2 separate regions of the Rattus norvegicus genome follow, and region 2 is linked to region 1. The links are chromatin contacts, called in public Hi-C maps. All regions are on one chromosome and are shown on one strand. Each heading gives the region's core, a stretch centred on a gene start, on an enhancer-like site or on the middle of the called end of the contact. The rest is flanking DNA. Distances are from core to core; before and after follow the strand shown.

Region 1 (6,321 bases), core at 2,826-5,325:
GGGACCCAAACCCAGGTCCTCTACAAGAACCAGTGCTTTTAACCGCTGAGCCATCTCTCCAGCCTCCTTCAGAATCCATACTGTCTTACCCAGTGTTCAGCCGAATGGGAATTACTGACTTGAGTCAGGGGCTGCTGACAACCCCAAGTTCTTCACGATCTTAGATAGAGAAACACATACATACACATGCTTGTTCTTCTGGTGATCTGAAAAAAATAATTACTTTGATTATGTTCAGTTTTGTTCATTTGTATAAATTTATTGAGATATAATTTATATTCTGTGTGCTTTGGCCATTTTAACATTTTCTTTTCATTCTGTCTCAGCTGCCTGTGCTGTAGCTGTTTCTCTTTTGGCCATGGGCAATGCTTTTACTTTTATGTTTGGCCAGGCAGCATGGAAAATAAAGATTATAATCCAAATATCTTGTCAGGAAGAATGCCATTAGGATTCAAAACAAGAACTAGATTCCCAGTGTAGGACATGTGCCAGAACCTCATCTGAAGCCTCATTAAATGCCCCAGCTATTTGTGAGAGCTCAAAGGATGTCCCTTCATAACCACTTTACACCCTCTTGGGTGTAAGTGACACAAAGTATGGGTGATAAGTAAGAACTGACCCTTGGAACTGGAGAGATGGCTCAGTAGTTAAGAGCACTGGCTGCTCTTCCAGGGGTCCTGGGTTCAATTCCCAGCAACCACATGGCAGCTCACAACCGTCTGTAACTCCAAGATCTGACGCCCTCACACAGAGATACATGCAGGCAAAACACCAGTGCACATAAAAATAAGTGCCAATGCCCGTTGAACTGTAGTGGCTGACTGGGGCATTGTGTTTCAAAGGTTGATTCTGAGAAAGGATCCTCCTAGTACCATGAGAAAGGTGACGTGATCGGCTTTCCGTGTCTGCCTCGGTCTTCAGTGGGAGGAATGGCCCTTTTGGGACTCTGCCCTAGCATCCCTTAATCACCATCATTATCCTGAGCAGACAACACAGGAAAGGGAGGCTCCATCTCACTGAGGGCTGCAGTCTTCTGACCTAGCTACTTAAGAGCTGAAAACTGCCCATTCCTACCCCAGGCTTCCTAGGCAGAGCCTCAGCACTGGGTCTTGGGGAATGAACAAATACAAAGTTAACGGTCCTTTGGCAATCGGTGGGTTAGGTGAGAAGGTGGATCCTTCACTCTACTGAACAGGTAAAAGGGGGGATGAGGCAGAGCTCTTGTAAATATCACAGAGTGCCTGGCTGTGCTTACAATGAAAGCAAGACCCTTCTACCCTCAGCATCTTGCTTGCTCTACCCCAAGCTAAAGGGACCCTGTTTTTCCTGCTGTAATTTCTCTGAAGTATTCCCCCCCCAGCTGTCCTAGCTGGTGCAAATGGATACTTTCAAATTTTTCTCCACTCAGACATGTCCTTGGGATCTGAGCAGCCCACATTACTGTGACTGCCACTGTGTTTCATGATCATATTCAGTAGCTCTGTCATTCGTTATGTTGAACTTGGGGCATGTTTGAAATATGTAGCCCTTTTGTTAGCAGTGTAAAATCAAGAGGAAAAGCTGGAAGTGCATTGTAAGCCAGGCTGACTGACAGTCAGGTAAGGAGCCACAGGGGCTGTGAGATATCAGTGTCACACTAACCAAGGACATCATATATATATATGATGTAAATCTTTCTGTTGTCATTTTGGTTTTTTGAGACAGGCTCTCACTGTGTAGACAGGTTCTCACTGTGTAGCCCACAATGGCCTGGAACTCATTCTATAGCCCAGGCTGACCTCAAACTCATAATTCACCTGCCTCAGCCTCCTCCTAAGTGTTAGATTATGGGCATGTGCCAACATGGATGGCTGTATGTAATATAGCCATTATTCTCAGAAAGCTAGTTGTCTGAATTCACCAGGGTACAATTTAAATAGGAATCTATGTGAGGCTGTGAGATTAGGTAGGTGAGGTGGACCTCCGAAGAGAGCTAGTGCCTCAGTGGGCAGGGAGTTTAATATGCCTGCTATATGAGGTAATCACTAGGAAAGCTAACACAGTATTGGGTTTCATTGATGTGGAGTGTCAGTATGCAGTTCAGATCTGAGGAGGTGGTGATCCTATTCTATCCCGTTCTGCACTGGTCAGCATGGTCCGAAACCCTGCCTTTGCTGTCATCATTCAAGAGAGCGACGAAAAGAATCGAAGTCATCTCCTGTGAGAATGGTTGGAAAACTGCAGCTGTTCAGCCTTCGGACATTCTCAGAGAGCAGAGCACATGGCCAAGGCTTCTGAGTCCTCAAGGACTAACTAGATCAGGGAAGGAGGGAAGGATAGACTTCAAACTACCTGTAACTTCACAGGGAAGACGAAGAATCATTGGGTGGGAGCATGAAGGGGTGCCTACTCCTCCTCTTCCCATTGGGTGGGAGCATGAAGGGGTACCTATTCCTCCTCTCCCCATTGGGTGGGAGCATGAGGGGTACCTATTCCTCCTCTTCCCATTGGATGGGAGCATGAGGGGTACCTACTACTCTCCTCCCTGAGGTAGCAGCTCTAAAGCTGCCCAGAAGCCCAGACACCTGGAAATACACTGCTCTTCAGAAAATGCCATGCTCTTCCTAAAATAGGCACCAGGAATTGTGCTGGAGCAGAATCGTGGCTGACTGAAGCAGTCATGGTCCACACTATGAGCAGCACTTGCTTTCTGTGATGAGCTTTTGCCCATCTCTCTATTTCTAGGCTGGTCCTCCAGACACCATCTGTTCTTGGCCTTTCTTCCTTTCTTCTGACAAGATGTAAGCATGCCATCTTTCACTCTTGTATATGACTTTTGTGTAAAGTGTGAAGGTGTATAAAGTCTTAAGCCTATCTAGATTCCTTTTTAAGAGAGAAGAAATAGATTTCCCAAGCACTTGACCCACCTTGCGAAGTACTTTGGGAGAGTTCTTGTTGCTCATTTGTATACCTGTATGCAGAGTCTGAAGACAGAATTAGCTTGACTGTTACCCAGGGACATTAGCCAGGGCAGAACTAATGTCCTGCTCTCCGGCCCAGGGTATTCCCTTTACAACCTTAGACCTAGTTCAGTTTTCTACATCAGGCTTCATGGGTCTCTTGAGACCAACTTCATCCCTCAAAGCTGTTCATTGTACCATCCATGCCAGCTTTCCTGCAGACCAGCCACCCCTTCTACCCCCTGTCCCCTATTGGTGCCTGGAGATTATTCTCCTGTGAAGAATTCTCTCCCGTCTCTGACCACTCAGTCAGCACACTCTTATCCATTCTTTAAAACCAGGACAACTCTGCTTCTCCAAAGAGCCTTCCCTGGCTATTGTTATGAACTGTTGACCAGTCTCAAGGCTCTAACCTCTCTCCAGTCTGGTATCTAACTTGGTATATAACATTCTTGGGTCAGGGTGTCCACTTCAGTAAGCTGTCCCGTGAGCCTTGTCCTTCAGCTTCTCCTCTATCTCCCTGGTAGGAAGCACCTACTAACCCAGGCCCTGACTGTTCGGAAAAGAAGAGATTCGGTCTTATGAAATGGAGTCACAGAAGACAGCTGGCTCATTTGAGGATGAGTAAGAGTAGACAGGAGTTGGGGGATTCTGAGGAATGAGTAGGTGGGAGCCAGGGAGCAGAAACATACATATTGAAGAATTGTGGGAGTTTCAGGGGGATACATGGATTGAAGAATTCATTCATTATTCAAAGAAACATTTTGAACATCTGCTGTATGTAAGACACTACACCAGAAGTAGGGAATAGAATAATCAAGAATGCAAACATGGCAAGCCAGTGGGAGAAACAGATCCTAAACAAATCAAGCACACAACCAAAATCACAGCGATAAGCTGGGACGTGTGGTAGAAACCCAAGAAAGGGTGGTATGAATGAGAGCAGTGGGGCGGGGTGCTTTCGAGAAACCACAGGATGAGAGGCCCTGGGGCTCTGACAGCCACTGTTTCTTGCTCTTTGGCTAGTCAGGGACTCCCCACTGAGGCCCTTCCAAACTGGCCTTTCTCCATCCTCTCCCTTTGCAACACCCGGTAAGTTTTCAGAAATGGGCACATGGGAGGACCAGTGGAGCCCTGCTCCCATTGGTGGCAAAACCTTTAACCACATTGGCAGCTCTGTTGTGGGACTGACTGGGAGAGCTATTAATAGTATAGTGATATTTAATATTTAATAAGCAAAGACAGACTCTGTTGATGAGTCCCCCAGCATTGTGTGGCTTGCATACATCCTCCTAGAGATGGGAAAAGTACCCAAGGTCTCAGAGGGAGGAGGTAGGGGGGATATCATTCTGGACAGCCTTTCAGCTTTAGCATGTCAGGTTCATGTTCTTAGCACAGAAGCTAACTATGACAGGGATTCTGTCTGGGCAGCCTACCTCTAGGTGGGAAAGTCAGCAGCTGTTAGCATGCAGATTGCACAGTTGATGAGGGGAGTCTTCACTGAAGGAGGAGGACCCCCAGAACAGTTCCCTGAAGATCCTAGCTTCCAGAGAACCTTCTCTGTTCTTGGCTGGCCTTTCAGCTCCCAGGCCTGGCTTTGTTTCAGAAAGTCTAAGCAGGAGTCATGGTGTGTGGCTAGTGGTTAGGGAGAGTAGGCAGAGGAGGAGGAGGAAGAGGAATTGTGTGATGGCAGATGGCAGGGACATGTTTCTTCTCTTCATCAAATGAGAAGGGCCCCCACCTCAGTGATGGGGCTGTGGTAAGGCTGCTTAGAGACAAACGAGCTCTCCTCTCAGAGGATGATCCCATGAGAGGGCAGTTACACAGAGAGCTATGAAGGGTCTCAGAGACCCTGTCCTTTCCCCTATCCCATGTTAGTGATTCCTGTTGTCACAATGGGACCTTCTTGGAGAGCTCACTGTTTATAGAGGGCAGGGCTTGTTGTGCTGCTAGTTCACTTTACAAAGGTCAGTGGTCAGACAGCATTTAAAAAGACCCTCCCCATGTCTGTGTGCTAGAAAAGGAGGCAGCCTATCCTGGCTTTGAGTTCTGTCCAACATTTTGTCACAGTACCTTTCAAGCATATGTTTACTAGGAAGTAAAATGAACCCTTACATATTCACAAACAACTTTGACATCATTCATCCATTCCCCTTGCTGACAGATAATTCTAATTCATGTTTACCATCGTCTTGGGTCTGTCTTTTTAATGTTATCTTTAACAGATTGTGATGTTTTCACATCTCTTAACATCATAAAACTCTCACTTAGCTTGCTTGCTGTTAGTCCATACATTGTACTTGGTTGGCCTTCCTTTTTCAGATTTTATCTGGGATGTGTGTGTGTGTGTGTGTGTGTGTGTGTGTGTGTGTGTGTGTGTGTGTGTGTGTATGCGTGCCCTTGACATTGAGATCAGAGAATAACTTTGTAGGGTCAGTTCTGTCCTTCCGTCTTTACTTAGGTTCCAGGGCTCCAAACCAGGCGTCAAGCTTGTGCCACGTGGGTTTTATGTGGTCCTTGTTGGCACTTACTTAATCTGTAGTCCCTCCTACCTTTTCTTTTCTTGCAGTTACCTCTTTGAGGGTCTTTTGTTATGTTTCCCACATTCTGGTTTGTGAGTGGCATCCCTGTGCTGTTTTTAGTCCTATTCTTCTCTCCCACATTTCTGTAAACCAGTAGTCAGAGTCCATGCCTGAAGACTGCTTAGTAGATGTGCTGTGCATGAGCCCAGGTCCCTCTGAGGTATAGTTGAGTACATCATCCTCAGCACACAGCTGGCCTGTGGTGTGCAGACTGATTGATGGGGTAGTTATCCTGATTACAGCCCATTACAGAGGTTCCTCAACATTTACCTAATGTCCTCAGCATCCCTGCTGGTCATTACCTCGGGCCATTATTTCATTAGGAGCTTCCTGGTGCCCATCAATAGCCCTGGTTGCAGGCCGTCTCTCCTTGGCATCTACTTTCCCCACACCATCCTTATGCCACACCATCATTTCCTTCTGCATCAACCCAAGATGGCTCTAACAGGTCTTCAGACCTCATGGACTCCATTCTGCTTCCTGGGTGATCTAGGCTTCCCTGAGGGGAGGCTCCCGACTTGGTTCTCTTCTCACCGAGACATCTCTGTGAATCCTGCTAGGGCCATGCCTGACCCACAGGCCATGCCTGAGGTGTGCAAGCAGCTCAGGCTGCTGCTTTCCTGAGAAAGTTCTGCACAGGAGCTGGGTTTTCTTCTCCTGCCTAGGACTTTCTCAGGAGCCTTCTTCTGTACTGAGGATAGTCTTCCACATTTGTTTCCTCAGCTTCCTGCCCAAGTCGGGGTTCTGGCAGGCACCCAAGCCTGGCTTCCTGTTTACTGGCTGGGAGAGGTTGAGGGAGG
Region 2 (6,306 bases), core at 1,190-3,689, 140 kb before region 1:
GTCTATCTTACCACGGTAATAGAAGGGGCTGGCACAAGTATGGAGTAGCCTGCTCTCTTACCAGGGGAGCTGGAAAGGGGGTGCGGCCAAAGGTGAAGGCCTAAGAAGCCTTGTTCTATCCATAGGCGGTGCAGACCCTCAGGCTTTAGCAAAACTGAGGAAGCACAGACTACTGAGTAGATAGGGCATCCGAAATGGCAGGAATGAAAAGCCACCAGTACGCTGTTGGCCCAGATCAGTAGGAAAAACCTAGGCACTGAGCTAGGTGACCACAGGATGGAAAGGGGATAGATATCCCCCCTGTTCCGTAGGTCCTCAAGGCCTCAGCGCCGAGCCGGAGTCTCAGCCCAAGAAAACATATCCAGCTCTTCCCGCCAGGTGTCGCTGTGGCCCCGGGGAAACGAACGCGTTTGGTGGTTCCGCTCCAGGAGCTGCGGTCCGACACACACCCCTCACCACAACCCTGAGTTCGACGTGCGTCCCTCCTCATGGTCCCCAACACTGAGTCGTATTCCTGGACTTGTGACGTCTGGTGCGAACAATGCGCCTGCATCAGGTGGCTGCGGCAGTGATGACGGTAGCCTCCCTGTGCCCTGGTGTCGTTCGTCGGGGTGTAATTCCTGTCTGCCCTCAACCCTCAACCTGCAGAAGGAGCATCTGAAAAGTTAAGTCGACCCACTCAGAATTTGAAGATCTCCGTGTTCGTTTGTCCGCCCTGTCCCCAGCCTGGTGTGAGCACGTAGTTTCATTAGCATCACATCTCCAGAACCTGACCTGGTCCAGGCCTACCATCAGCACAGAAAGACAGTTCTTGTGTGTGTGTCCATCACCTCGCTTCGTATTTCTTTGCACTTTTTGTACTCCTTCCCTCAGCTCACTTGTTAGTGTCTATATCCTGGGGACCTTAGGTGGGTCCAGAGAAGCTAGTAAGAGAGCGTCTACTGTGTGGGTGGTTATGCTCTGACCTGAGCTGGGTCCTTAAACCCTGGCCCACCCACTCTGAGCTTCAATCCAGCCTGACTCCAGACCGTTGTACGGTGGAGCCATGGAAGTGAAAGCGAAAAGCCCCGGCAGTGGCGGGAAGGTTTTTCCTCTGCAGTAGAGTCTCTGAGGCATTTGTTGGGAAAGGGCCCGGGCGCTGTAGGCAGCCTGCTGGGGAAGGGTGTGAAGAAACAGCGAGGTATTTCCCTCCCCTAGCCCTCAGCCGTGGAACAGTTCCCTGGAGGCGCAAGGCCCAGGGATTATGGGTCAAAGGCCAGTCGAAAAATTCAAGGGGGTGGACCTCTGGTTTCTGCCTTTAGCACCCCCCTTTCTAATGCGCTTTCGTGTGGCCTCGGGAGTTGATCAGGTTGTCAAATCTTAATCTCCCATATTGCAGACAGAACAGGGGCCTAGGTCTAGTGAAGTGAACACCCCGCCCCAAGGTGTGTGTGTGTGTGTGTGTGTGTGTGTGTGTGTGTGTGTGTGTGCGCGCGCGCGCGCTCCAGAGCCAAGCTCAGTTCACAGAGGGTTATGCTCTGCCCTGCAACCGTCCGACCAGGCAGTTAAGTCCCAACTTCTCTATCCCCCTCCTGGAGGCTGCTTTTCAGGCCCGATATCCCGGGGACGGCAGAGAGTCGTAGTAATGACAGGGCCTGGGCATCCATCCTGGTCCATTGGAGTCATGGAAGCATAAAGCCGGTTAACTCGGACAAGGGACCAGAAGGGGGGTGTCTTTGATGAGGTGGTAGGAACAGGGGAGAAGTGAGCGGGCTGGTTTAATGGGGACTTGGGGCTCTGCCTCGTACTCCTCTAGAGGATGCTAGCTAGAAGGACCCCAGAGTTGGTCCCGGGTGTGTCAGAGTGTCGGTGCGAACAGAGGGGCAGAACAGACGACTGTGTGCAGGAGAGACCTGGCCAAAGCTGAGAGTGTGATGAGCGATCACTTGGGGGTGGGTGCGCGCCCGGCCGCCCTAGGAGAGCGGGAGGAGTGGGTGTGGGTGTGCGCGCGCGTTTGTAAGACCCGCGGCCCGAGCGCGCGTGAAGCACGGGGTCCATAGCGGTCCAGAGGGCGCGCCGGAGAAAGGGCGAATGCGAGGGGGCCACGCGTGCCAGTGCGGGCGAGCGTGCCAGCGGGGGGTAGGGCGCCTGCCAGCGCGGGGCGAGTGGGAGTGGGGGCTCACAGGCCTGCGCGGGCAAGCGTGCCCCCGCCAGTGTGCCGCGCGTGCCAGGCGCGGGAACGTGCCAAAGCGGAGGCGCGCGGGGGCCGTGGCGGGGAGGGGGGTCGTGGTGCGCGGCAGCGGAGGCGCGGGGGAGACAAGGCGAGAGGGGGAGGGGAGCAAGGGCGCGCGCGGCCGAGCGGGCGCCCGCGGTCACATGGGCGAGGGAAGGAGGGAGGGAGCGCGCGAGGGAGGGAGGAGGATGGGGGGGTTAAAGCCGCGGAGAGCAGAGGAGCCGGTGCAGAGCGGGCGGCGGCGGCGGCAGTGGAGGCGGCGGCTCCAGCCGGCGCGGCGCGGGGTTCGGCAGTGGGATCCGGCCGCAGTGCTCACTCCGCGCTCCTGCCTCCCTCACCGCCTGCAGCGGCCGAAGGGCGCGGCGCGGAGCCCGAGTGGCCCGAGGGCGCGGTGAGTGTTCCGCGTCGGTCTGCGCGAGGCTTGACCCTCGAACGCTCAGGCGGACAGATCCGCGGCCCTCGTGCGTGCGGGTAAAGTGTGGGGACACGCGTGGGCCCCGCGGTCGGGGGAGGTAGGAAAGTTCACGAGAAACTTTGCCCGTAAACTCGGGGGCGGGGGCACACAAGCAGCAGCCCCCTACGTCCGGGCGCGCCAGGGGTTGGGCGTGGTGGTGGTGGTTGTGGTGGTGGTGGTGGTGGTGAAGCTGGGCGATCGCGGCTGGAGGGAGGTGGCCAGGGCGGTTGGTCCTAGTGTCCCTGTTCTTCCCACCCTTGAGCAGCATGCGCGGGGTCTGGGAAAATTCCAGAGCTAGGGGGTCGCAGTGACCCCCCACGCACCCAAAGCTTGCTTCTTTCTCGAGGGGGAGAAATCTGGACTTCAAAGTGCTCTGGAGTGTAAAGGGATGGCTGCGCTTCTGCCAGAGCCTGGGTATCCGTGTGAATCTGCATGTGGGGCGTGTGTGTGTGTGTGTGTGTGTGTGTGTGTGTGTGTGTGATCCTGCCTGTGGTTTTCTCGTGAGTCCTCCTGGATGTATGTCCACTCAGTGAGTCCCCTTCAGTGTGTCTCTTTGTAACTCCTCTGGTGTGTGTGTTTCCAAGCCTGTGGCATATCCCCAAGTGTCTCTTTTGTGAGTCTGCCCATGTGTGCCTTCTCCGGTGCTTCTGGGTGTCCCCAGGTTGTACAGAGTAGTGTATCTCCCCGTGCGTGGGGGGCTGGGCCGCGAGGAGGTCACCAGACGGACAGCTCTCCTCGACTCCTCTCCTGTGCCTAGCTTCTCCAGCGTCTAGCTCGCTGGCTCCCTGGGCCCCCTCCCCCCTCCAGTAGCTTCAGGCGGGCAGGACTATTTCACGCCTTGTTGAAAATTCAGGATTTTCTTTCTTTCTGTCTAGTCTCTCTGTTTGAGAATTCATCCCCCTCACCCCCCCGCGTGTGTGTGTGTGTGTGTGTGTGTGTGTGTGTGTGTGTGTGTGTACGCACGCACGCGAGTCTAGCACCTTATCTTGCCGGCAACACTGGGCATGTGTCTATATGCTGTGTTTCTTTAACACAAGTTGTTTTGCCTGTGATATATTTGTGTCTGTGTCACAGGATGTATTTGTGTGCTACATCCCCTGAGGTGGTAAGAGTTGAGAATACAGAGTGTTTGTGCCTTAGTCAACTATTGTGTGTCCTGGAGTCAGAAACATAGGGTGTATTTTTGTGTGTCTAACGGTGGGGCTTGCCCAATTGGCTATTCATGGGAATGCAGGGCTAGCTTGGATCTGGGAGGTGAGGGGAACAGTGAGTCTCTGAGTCTCCTATTTTGTCCCTGTCTTCACTCTGACAGCCCACACAAATCCTTTCTGTCGGTTTCCGAGGCTCTAGGAGGGATCAAGATGGAGCTAAGGGTTCAGACTCTGTCAGAACTGATACTCCAGTTGGGACTCTGAGCCTACCCAAAGACTAAAGAGTTTAAAGTTCACACTCAAGACTTCCTGTGGCTCTGGAATTCACACTCGGATTCACACTGGAACACTCAAACTCATTCCAGAGACGGGGGGGGGGGGGGGGGGGGAGGACAGGGGGCATGGGGGGGGTGTGCGGGGGTGCGTTACCCTCCCCGGGCTTGCATTCAGAGTCACACCAGGGGAGTGGGATTCACACACAGATTTGCCCTTACCTTCTGGGGGGGGTGTTCTCACTTCAGGTCTGCCCTCATTTTGGTCTCACACTTGTACTTTAGCTCATGAGCTCATGTTGAGACTTAGAACTGGCCCTCAGAAGCTCTGTGGGGCTCAGGAACTGGTACTTTGACTCTGTAAGACCATGGCGTGTTCTGGGGTTGACACTTCCATCCAGAAGACCCCGCCACATTCAGACTAGAGGCCCACATTCAAACTCACACTCAGGAAGAACGCAGGGCTCTGGAGTGAATGCAAGGGCTCTCTCAGGACACTGCAATCCCTGTCAGGCTGCCGTGCCTTCCATTCCAGTTCCACCCTGACCCCCATCTCTACAAATGGGGCTCATGTTCAAATTCAACAGCACTCATGTGGAGTCATGTGATGACCTTTGGTTCACACTTAGGTTCACATGGGGGAACTGGGGGGTTAGACTCAAGGGGCTAACCTTGGACTCGTACCAGGATCTGACTTAGAAAGGGAAACTGAACTCACACCCAGAACTTCCCAAAAGCCAAGAACTCACCCTGTTTATTTAGCAAGGAGTTGTTTGGGTCAGTCAGCCCCTGAGCCCACCTCTGAGCCCCTCAGACCCACAGTCAGGCACACATGTCAGGACCTTGGTTCACACACCCATCTTTCTCGGACTTCCAGCACTGCCAGGGAACCAAACAAACCCACCCTTTGATCCTACAGTTCACACTCAGACTGACGTCAGATCCTGATGTTCACACGAAACTCAGGCTTCCATCCTGTGGCTCAGTCAGACCTACACTAAGACTGTGATCTTCCCAATGCCAGGGGAACCCAGGCTTTGTCATGTGCTCTCTGGGTTATGGTGCTGCGAACAGGGTAATCAGAGTGAAGAACAGAGACATGTCCAGGGTGAAGATGGGGCACACACTTGGTTATGGTTACCTCTGGTCTGTTACACAGGCTGTGGTCTGGTGAACAGGATGGTGGAAACACTGGGCAGTCAAGCCTTCCTACCAGCCAACTCGGCTCTTGGCATAATGTCTGAGCAGTTTGTTGGTACAGGGGTCAGTGAACCGTCAGATTCCTCCATGTGCCATGAAATATTCCTTAAATAGTTGTGGGCACCTCTTCTGTGGTAGGAAGAATCAGGGTGTCGGGGAGGTGGGTATAAGGCTCAAGTCCTAAGACATCTTCCTCCCCTCAGCCCACTCATCCTCAGGGCTGGGGCTCCAGGAAAGTTCCCAGGTGCATTAGTGATTCTGAGAGAGAAGAGACTGTATCTAATTGCACCCTCTCTACTCTCCTCTGCTCAGACTGGAGAAGGAGAAAGGTAGGGGCCTCGCTGTGTCTCATGGCTCCAGTGTTTACTGAGGAATACCAACCTACCCCTCCCTGCTCCCTAAAAGAACACTAGCCCTAGGGAGTCTGGGCTGCAGCCAGCCCCAGGACTCTACCTGCCTTTAAGAAGTGGATGCTCTTGGACTTCACCAGCCCAACGTGGAGAGTAGTGGGTGGGACCACCTGAGGCATACTACCCCCACCCCAGCCCCATAGATGCTTACACAGTAAGGACTTAGTTCATGGAAGGGGCACATCAGGCTGAGGTGGTCGGGCTTGAACTGCTCCATAGCCTTGGAAGACGTGTCGCTTTGGACACATGCTCTCCAGCCTCCCTATGGGGTTGGGAGGGGGGCTTGGAGGCAAGGCGTCCTGCTCTGTGCCCCCCCACCCCATAGCGAGTTGAAGTGTAAATGAATCGGAAACATATGGAGTGAATTTTCTTTGAAATGCAGATTGGTTGGGGAGGGGGGGACCATGTGTGTGTAGTTTGGGGAGGGGTCCAGAAAGCAAGAAGGCTGAAGTGGACTGAGCCCCCCCTCCTCCAGAGCCACTGTGGGGTGTTGGGGGCGGGTATGACAGTGAACTCCTGTGGCCCTGGGTGACCACACCCACATTGGCTCTGGCTTCCTGTGTGGAGGAACTGTGGATGGAGAGCAAGGGGTCATTGATTGTCCCCC

What was found. Hi-C and Micro-C count contacts between places; a contact is called where the count stands out from the background.
Region 2: a Hi-C map of kidney shows a contact between it and region 1, with 2.6 times the contacts expected there. The contact joins the promoter of Cntfr here to the enhancer-like site in region 1. A contact is called at or near these places in 10 of 12 Hi-C or Micro-C datasets (the Rat2 cell line, Schwann cells, frontal cortex and 5 more) and 1 of 1 datasets of contacts at active chromatin or transcription factors (oligodendrocytes).

The regions. Positions count from the first base shown.
Region 1 is chr5:61,510,710-61,517,030 of GRCr8, reverse strand. All of the region lies in intron 1 of Fam219a (family with sequence similarity 219, member A), which reads left to right. Among named protein-coding and RNA genes, the nearest start is that of Fam219a, 12 kb to the left of the region's middle. Within about 2 kb of position 4,075, at least 15 of the 93 cell types and tissues checked have an H3K27ac peak or open chromatin away from gene starts, as enhancers often do.
Region 2 is chr5:61,653,051-61,659,356 of GRCr8, reverse strand. Cntfr (ciliary neurotrophic factor receptor) reads left to right here and starts at 2,439. Exons shown (of 10, transcript NM_001003929.2): 1 at 2,439-2,603.